Linked DNA regions of Mus musculus: region 2 is linked to region 1. A link is a contact called in public HiChIP or PLAC-seq data. All regions are on one chromosome and are shown on one strand. The core of a region is the stretch at or near the end of the contact, and the rest is flanking DNA. Distances in the headings are between cores, read along the strand shown.

Region 1 (4,746 bases), core at 224-2,723:
CAGCAGACAAAACACTCCCGAGTATTCGGTAACTGAGAACAGGGTCTCTGTGGCTGCGAAGCAGCTCGAGTCAGAGGGTGATGCACACAGTGTAAAGTATGATTTTTCGGGCTTCCACTCGGGGTAGCGTTTTGAAAGGGGATTGACTTCAGTGTGACTCATTCTGCTGTGAGGATTGTATGGGTGTGGGGAGACACTGGGGTATAGGCAGGAAATCGTGTTAAGGGGTTATTTCAGATGCTCGAAGTGGGTGTGATGGATTCAGGTCAGGTTTCACCTATGGGCCGGGTTCTTACTTGGTGCCTTTTTTACTTTGACGGAGCTGTGGGGTTATGTGAGTTCCCGACAGAGGTGTGAAAGAAAAATCTATAGTAGCTCTATGTAATGTTCCAGTAACAGTGTTGAGCCTCAGTAAGTATTAAAATAAGGTGAGAAACAAGTGCTTTGCTGTACTCCCAGATCCGTGCTGTTCAGAGAAGCCTTGTTTAGCAGGACTCTGGGGCAGGATACTGAAGGTGTGGCTTGGATCACAGCCAGATTGAAACCAGAATGTTTAAACTTGAGTCTACTGGGAAAATGTGGTTATTAGCCCGAGCAGAGGGGAAAATTATCAAGGGAAAAACTGTGCAGGCATTTGTATGTAAGGCTAGAGTTCAGTAAGCAGGGCGGCTGTTCTCCTTGCCTGTCCTCTACCTTCAGACTTGGTTACAAATGAAGTCTTTTCTTCTCCACCAGGCTCTCTATGACTTTCCTGATTTCCCATACCAGTGAGTTATTACAATTCTGTGGAAGCTCAAAGCCTAAATCGTGTACGTTTGTCCAAAGTTTAAATACTGATAATACTGATAACTCATGATTTAAGAAAGCGAAAAGTCAGAGGTCAATTGCAAATGCCATTTCAAGGCCGTGAGGCTGAATGCGCCTTGAAGTCACTGAAGGATCTGAAAACTTGATTTCAGAAAATTGAGCTAATCTGACCTTGGCTAATTGACCCAGAGTTAGCTTACTTCCTTGCTTTAAACTGTCATCCTGGGGTCAGGGGCAGGTACCTGGGTTCTTTCCCAGTAACTGAGAACATTTCAATTACATTTCTGTAGGGAATCAGCCTCTCACAGCCACCATTTTACAAGCTCTCACCACCCGTTATGGGCCTTATCTAATGTCAATCACCTGAAAAAAAAACAAGAAGGGAGGCGATGGGCTCAGAGCAGCTTACAGACTTGGAGGAAGGGAGGGGGTGCTAGCACATGCGCACTCCTTCCACCGCAGTGCAGGGGTCTGCTCAAGAGGGAGGGGGATTTCTTGGCACATGCGCAATGGAAACACACTGCAGCAGCTCCCTTCTCTCGAGGAGGGGGCTTCCTGGCGCCTGCGCACTCTTACTACAGCATTGCAGAGTCTACTGTGCGACTGCGCCAGTTTGTCAGCTTCTAGAAAGATCTAGGGCTAGACAGGGGCGGGGGGCAGAGAGGGAGTTGGGCTGTGGCTCTTTGCTCCAGCCCCTCCCTTTGCAGCTCTCAAGCCACAAGTGTTCCTTTGCTCAGGTTACTGCGCCAACAGGCGGCTGCTGCGTGGAACAGAAGAGGCCCTTCTGTCCCCTGACAGCTTCTGACTGCAGTGTTTGTTAGGGCTTGGAAATGTTGGAAATGTGCTGTGTGGGTCACCAAAGTAGAATTCGAGTCAAATAACACATCCTAATTTTGGAAAGAGCAGCTGCATAGGAAATTTGGGTGCGTTGACAAGCTGAAGGTGAGCTGCCTGGGAGAAAGGATTACCTCAGCATTTGAGCCTGATGCCCTTCAGCCTGCCCCCAACCCAGGACTCTATCCCCTGGGGCCTCAGCTCCTTGCTAGCCATCTGCATTAGAGCAACACTGTTAGAAATGCAGATTCTCAGCTCACTCCAGTCAGAAAAAGAAATCTGAGAGGGCCCACCCTGGTTTTAACAGCCTTGGGGTGTTTTTGATCTATATCTCCAGATAGACACTAAGGAGAGAATGTTGAGTAAACAAAGGCCTGACTGCATCCCAGGAACACTGCTTCCCAAAATCTGACCCTCAGGTCCTACTCTCCTGCGGCTGACCAGAACAGGAGATGGGTCATTTGAGCAAAGCAATGTGATGGCCTTGAGCCTAGCACAGGACTTGGTCTTTCCAAAGACTGTTTGCTAACAGATACAACATAAAACAGCCTATGTGCTTCCTTCTCTCCATATGACATGCAAATAAATAAATAAATAATAAAAAAGGAGCCTTTTAAAAACAGGGAGTCATTCTTGGAAAGTCTGTCACTGTCCACTCCTTGACTTAAGATACTCACAGCCTAAAGCCAACTTCAAATTCAAATTCACCCGACCGGACAGGAAAGTTAGCTGACTTTTTCCATACTCTGAGAGTCACAAAGGAAAAAAAAAAAAAAAAAAAAAAAAAAAAAAAAAAAAAAGCAAAGTTCAGATTCTGACTTTTTAATGTGTGTAATAAATTGGTGAAAATTCAGTCAGACTTCAAATTAGCTGTATTTTGTATGCATGTGCTAATTTTAGTCTGGACTGGGGTGAAAAAAATAATGAACGTGGAAGTTATTCACATGTTGATGACTTTAAAGCTGTAGTATGTAAGTTTTCCTCGTTCTAAACCACAGTAGAAGCAATGAGGTTTTATTACAAATTTCTGGGATTTTGTTTGTTTGTTTTAGCTTGTACCTGAAAAGTAGTTCTTCCATACATTTTGTTTCCTCTCATTCTCATAAACCTTGTTTATGTATTGAACAGTTTGTTTCTAAGCTCATCTCTACATTTTGTTGTATTTTATGATACTTAACACCACCAAAAAGTCTACTGACTCAACATTTTACTTGAAAGCCATCTTGCCGTGGGTCATACATCATAGATAGGTACTTCAATTCTTTATCGGTGATGTTTACCAGATTTTTGTTTTCTAACCTCTAGTCAACTGAAATTTCTTTATTTCCTTGGGTTTTTCTAACACTTTTCGTTTGCTATATTTTCAGTTTATTCCATCCCATTCCAAAGTCTGTGACACAATAGCTTCTTTTTTATGAAATGTTTCACTTCGGGAAGTATGATCATATGTGTGTGTGTGTGTGTGTGTGTGTGTGTGAAAGAGAGAGAGAGAGAGAGAGAGAGAGAGAGAGAGAGAGAGAGGAGAGAATATGAAATATCTATGATATTCACTTTGCCCCAACTTCTTACTTCAAACAGCACTCAGCCTGGATATGTGCTGAGATTTCTAAATTAAGTTGACTCTGATGAGAGTCCAGAGAACCTTCTGGGCTTAATATCCTAGTGCCACGTTCTAGAAAAGAGATCACTCCTCAGTGTCAGGATTCTGAAGATTCCCAAAGGCTGTTGTCTTGCTTGAGCCAAGAGCATGGCTGAGTGTGAGGGAAGGAACACTTAGCATTTGGATTCTGCACTTCTAGACTTTTATTCTTGTGCACTAGATGGTAATTATAAACACATACAGTATCAAAACTCAATAATTACTGAAACAAAAAGCATTTGATCTTCTGTTCTTTTGACAACAAAACACAATTTAAACTTTTTTGTTGAGTTTGTTATTTTCTGTTGAAAACAAATGTTTTATTTTCCTGGATCCTGTACATTGTGGTTTTTTTTTCCCATATTCCTTGAGCATTTGTGTTTATTTTGTACAAATGTTTCATTGCATAAAATTGCTCTATGCTCCCTGAATTGGATGGGTTGTTATTTTTAGAAGTATTTATAGAAATACTTTATGGATTCTATACAACAAGGCTTTGTTCATTACAGGTCTCACAGTTGTTTTTTTTTTTGTTTGTTTGTTTGTTTGTTTTTCTTGATAGCATGATCCTCTCTATTTTCCACAGGATTTTTGTATTAATTGAAATTTATTTTGTGAATATGTGATAAGACAGTCCTTTTTTCCCCCTAGAGGAAATGAATAATAAGTTATTCAAAAATTAAACTTTGTTAATATCTAATCTGAAACATAAAGGAGATGCTATATTGGATTTATATTATTTTCTTTACAAATATTTGTCATATTTTTACCTTATACCCCACTTCCTGTTATTTTCCCTATATACAATTCTTCTGAATTCGTTCACATGTAAAAACAATGTCCACATATTTACATCAAAACATTGAAAATACAAGGGGTATGAATGTTTTAACTCAAAATCTTTCAGAGTGCCTTTCAAGTAAGACATCTCTTTTAACCACACTTCAGGCAAACTAGGATTGATTAAATTTTTCTGGAGACACACCTGTTTATCATGTACTTTCTTTTACTGGCAGAATTTCATGACTTTCTAACCCCACTGTCATTTCTTCTAAGGTCAATGCTGTAGTCATTCTGTAATGAGGAGTGTTTCATCACCTGCCTTTCATTGATTTGTGAGTATTCATACACAACTCTCATTTTATTCATTGAGTTAAAATATGTTATTTTCAGTATCAATTTGAAACACACAACAGTGTCCCAGGATCCTATTCAGAGTAACATATTGCATTTACTTATCATGGCACCTTGAGAATGTTCTAGAAGGCCAATTCTCTGTTTCTGATTTTGTTGCCTTAGTAAGTCTCTAGCAGAATCTTCTGCAGAAAACCTCTCAACCAGGACATATTGGGTATTACTGTGATTTCACTGAACCTCTAGTTAATAAAGCCCTTAAACTCTACCTGGGGAATTTACATTAATCTGTTCTTGAAGAAGGTTTGATAACCCTGACAACTCTGTTTTTA
Region 2 (4,239 bases), core at 144-2,643, 190 kb before region 1:
AAATTAGTGGCACTAAAAACATCTCATTGTTTTGAGGTTTCTTATTACTTAATGTCAGTTCTTTTGAAGTATGTGATGCTGGAGATCTGAGCCTTTTATTATTTTCCTTCATAAGTTACACAAGAAAAATTTTGCCTATTCTATTGTTCTTATTTCATGTTTACTTTGACTTCATCCCCCCTTATCTATATTGTTTGATTATGTTCCTCTTATCTTGTTTTATCGTTGTTGGATTTATTTAGTTGAGACTTATATTTTGAGTTGGATGATTATATCATATGCTTTCAGAGTTTTTTAACCTTAGGTTGTGAGACTCCTTCCAATAAAATTATTTTTCTGAGCATAATTTCATTTTTTTAAATAGTAAATAAAATATTTGAAGCATTGCTAATTCAAGTTAGTGGGTGAGGAAAGGAAGAAAGCATGATTATTACTAAAAATAAAAACCCACGTAAAACTATACTATAAAATTTAGTATGCCACTGTAGTAAGTACATGTAGCAGTGTAGAACTACATATAAAATTATTAGCCCAATAGTATATATCTGCAAAATGAAAAGAAAAAGAAAAAGAACTGGCTCAGTGCAGAAATGGAAATGAGACACTTTGGGGTGCAAAGAGGAGCTGGTATTATGAAAAGCTCTGTAGAGCAGAATGGGATGAAAAGGAAGGCAGGGAACAAAGGGTCTCCGAATCCAACCAACAGAGAAAAGTTAAAGCCTGGGTCATTCTCAGACCTTGCCTTATTAAGTCTTCATCAGGGTTGGGCAAAGTCCAGGCTTCTACATTGTTGGGGGTCCGGGAGAATGTAACAAAGGCAGGAAAGTGAAAGGCTCTGAGTAGCCTCGGGGCAGGGGATTCCCTCCTAATTAAAGTGCACGCAAATTAACCCTTCAAGGGAAAAAAAGACCCAAAGAATCCTGTCAGATCTACAAGCATTGAAGGAGAAACGCTTTGGCAGGGACACTGTCCGATCTTAAAAATTAGTAGCCTATAAACAAACGACAGAAGAAACTGAAAAATAATTTTTAATGTGAGTGAAATGTTTTATGTTCAAGCAGCAGACGGTAAAGGCAATGTGTGTAGCGTTTTCTTAACACACACACACAAATAAACTGCAATGTATACAACTGAAACCTGGAGAGTTTAAAACATCAACCTTGAGGGGAAACACTGTGGAAACGGGGATTGGGGGGTTCAGAGTCGCACTTAGAAAGCCGGCAGAAGCCCATCCCAGTGTCTCAAGCAGAAACAGGCACGCGAAAAACATGGCGGAAGCAACTTCCGGTGAAGCCCTAGGAATGGTGTTACAACCGGAAGTGTCCGCCTGCCTGTAAACAGGTAGGAACTAAAGTTTCCAGGGAACGGGGAGCAGGTGGGAAGACAAAAATCGATGCACTTCGCTCCGAGAAGAAGCTGGTCGAGCCATCTCCAGCTCCGCAATTCAAGCACAAAAAAGATATAATATTCGGGTTTTTGGACAGTGTTAGAGGCACGCTGTAAGATGGAAGAGTCTACAGCTCCCATTGAGGCCCACGCGGCCGCCGGCGCCGAGGCAGGTGCTGAAGGGGGGGAGGGTGTGTCTGTTCCCCCCCCTCCTCAGTTTGAGGCTGCTGGAGCTTCTGCGGGAGTCAGCTCGGCCCCTCTGCAGCAGGCATCGGGTCTGGCACCGCTCCTGGTGACTCCAGGCCCAGCGATCCGGCGCGCGGCGAGTTTGAGGCCAGCGCCAGCCGAAGGGGGCGGGGCCCGGTCTGGTCCGGAGCGCAACAGTGGCAGCTGGACGAAGCAAATCCTCTGCAGGTATTATCTGCATGGGCAGTGCAAGGAGGGCGATAACTGTCGCTACTCTCACGACCTTTCTGGGCGGCGGAGATCTAGGGGGGGGCAAGATGCTCAGCCTCGGGCCTCTGCAGACAGAGGACCCAAGATGGCCACTCGCTGGGAGCCCCCGACTCAGGAAGTGGCGGAAGCCCCCCCTGCTGCATCCTCAAGCTCCTTGCCTCTGATTGGCTCGGCTGCTGAAAGGGGCTTCACTGAAGCTGAGATTGACAATGCAGGCATTCGCTCAGCTGCTGAAAGGGGCTTCTCTGAAGCCGAGATTGACAATGCAAGCCTTGCAGCAGGTGCTGCAGCGGGAGCGGGTGCAGAAGGCTGGGAGGGGGCAATTGAATTTGTTCCTGGACAGCCTTACCGAGGTCGCATGGTCCCCCCGCATGGTCCCGAGGCTCCTCTGCAGAGCCCGGCAATTGAGAGAGAGCATATGGCTATGGGCATGGGGATGCCGATGCCAGTGCCAATGCCAATGCCAGTGCCAATGCCAGTGCCAATGCCGCTGCCGCTTTGCCGCTATGCTGCCCGGGGACAATGCCTCCGTGGGGACAGGTGTGCATACCCCCATGGAGAAATATGCGACATGTGCGGGCAGCAGGCCTTGCACCCTTGGGATGCAGCTCAGCAGGAAGCTCATAGAAGGGCCTGCGTTGAAGCACACGAGAGAGATATGGAACTCTCTTTTGCTGTGCAGCGCAGCATGGACAAAGTGTGTGGCATCTGCATGGAGGTGGTCTATGAGAAAGCTGACCCCAGCGACCGCCGCTTTGGCATTCTTTTCAGCTGCAACCACACCTACTGTCTTAGGTGTATCCGCAGGTGGAGAAGTGCCACACAGTTTGAGAACAGGATCAGTAAGTCCTGCCCACAGTGCAGGGTCTCCTCTGGCTTTGTCATTCCTAGTGAGTTTTGGGTGGAGGAGGAAGAGGAGAAGGAGAAACTTGTTCAGCAGTATAAGGAGGGGATGAGCCAGAAAGCGTGCAGGTATTTTGCTGGAGGCCTAGGTCACTGCCCATTTGGAGAATTCTGTTTTTACAAGCATGAATACCCCGAGGGCTGGAGAGATCAGCCTCCAAGACCAGATGGTGGTGGATCATCAAGCGCATACTGGCATCAAGTTTTGGAGCCTGTGCAGTTGCGAGAGGGAAACGTGCTGTTTAAAAGCCGTAAAAAAGAGCATTCTGTGCTTCGCCTGGCCAATCAGTTGCTTAAGAAGTTGCTTTGCCTGAGAGGCAGTTCTTCCTTCTCTGATGACCGTTGGCTCTTGCTTCAGTACCAGCTGGAAGAATATTTCAGTTTGAATCTGTAGTATCACGCTGTGGCATGTGGTCTGGTCTGCTAAAGCTCTGTTGTCTGCTGTTGCTTATTCCCCTTTATTGACTGAAAAACCCTATCGCTTTCAAAGGCTACTGAGGCAATCTTTATGCAGTATTGCTGTTTTCTTCTCTATTTCCTATTTCTTCTTGCTAGGATTGTGATGTTTCTCTGTGTTACAAAATAACAAGAAATCTTATAAGTATTGTTTGGTGGAATTAATATTTCTGTCAACTGATGACTTGTGATGTCTTTTTTCCAACAGGATTCAATCACTTCTAGTCTAGTGTTTACAGTTTCTCATTGTGAAGTCCCTTAAGAGTAAATGTGACAAGGTGACAAAAGTCTTTAACTGAATTATGAGCTTTTTGCTATATAGCCTTAAAAAAAATGGACCCTTACAGGACCTTGCAGCTGCTGTCTGTGTTTGTTTACATGTTTGTTTCTTCCCTTCTCTTTCAAGTGCACTTGTTAACTTGTGGTTACTTTGTGGTTCTGTTTTACTTGACCAAAATGAGGTGCATATGTTTACATGTTTTTATCCTGTTTGGCTTGATGTGAAATTATTTATATTTGGAAATATATATTTAAGAATGATATATATGCGTATATGTATACAAAGATGTATTTGAAAAAAACTGGAAATAAATATACACCATAATATATATGTTTGAAGTATTGAAATAAATGCAGAACTGAAAGCCCAGTGTTAAAGTCCAAGTGTGTGGGCTGTATGTGAATTGTGTGGATAATCTGCCCCTGCACTGATGTCAGTGATTAGCATCTAATAAAAATGACTGCTAAGTGTGGATCTGACTCTTTTTTTAATGGATTTACAAAACATGACTTCGAAAATTCCTACAATACCATTAACAGCTTCCTGGTGTTATAATAATGAAACAGTGCCTCACATGAAGTTACCATCTCATTTTTCTTGACAGAGACAATTCCTGAACTTAAACATAGAGTTGTTTGTTTTTAATATCTTAAAAATCTGGTTATTGTATAATTTATAAGCAAAGAACTTTTGAAAAAAGGTTTTCAAAATAAAAATTGTACAATAATGAAAGAAAATCGTAATAAGTAAATATGAGA

What was found. HiChIP or PLAC-seq counts read pairs in DNA pulled down with a chosen protein or histone mark.
Region 2: an H3K4me3 HiChIP or PLAC-seq map of neural tube shows a contact between it and region 1, with 3 times the contacts expected there. The contact joins the promoter of Mkrn3 here to the enhancer-like site in region 1. A contact is called at or near these places in 4 of 15 datasets of contacts at CTCF or cohesin (the NIH/3T3 cell line, embryonic stem cells, pro-B cells and 1 more), 1 of 484 Hi-C or Micro-C datasets (embryonic stem cells), 10 of 115 datasets of contacts at active chromatin or transcription factors (craniofacial prominence, embryonic basal ganglia, embryonic forebrain and 7 more) and 2 of 9 other capture datasets (adipose tissue and embryonic stem cells).

What each region holds. Positions count from the first base shown.
Region 1 is chr7:62,227,993-62,232,738 of GRCm38.p6, reverse strand. No RefSeq gene overlaps it. Among named protein-coding and RNA genes, the nearest start is that of Gm42395, 80 kb to the left of the region's middle. Within about 2 kb of position 1,473, at least 95 of the 459 cell types and tissues checked have an H3K27ac peak or open chromatin away from gene starts, as enhancers often do. A contact at or near this core is called in craniofacial prominence, embryonic basal ganglia and neural tube, where this site is marked.
Region 2 is chr7:62,417,307-62,421,545 of GRCm38.p6, reverse strand. Mkrn3 (makorin, ring finger protein, 3) reads left to right here and starts at 1,393. Exons shown (of 1, transcript NM_011746.3): 1 at 1,393-3,953. The coding sequence starts at 1,505. The coding sequence ends at 3,139. The region is part of intron 1 of Gm32061 (predicted gene, 32061); the gene reads left to right.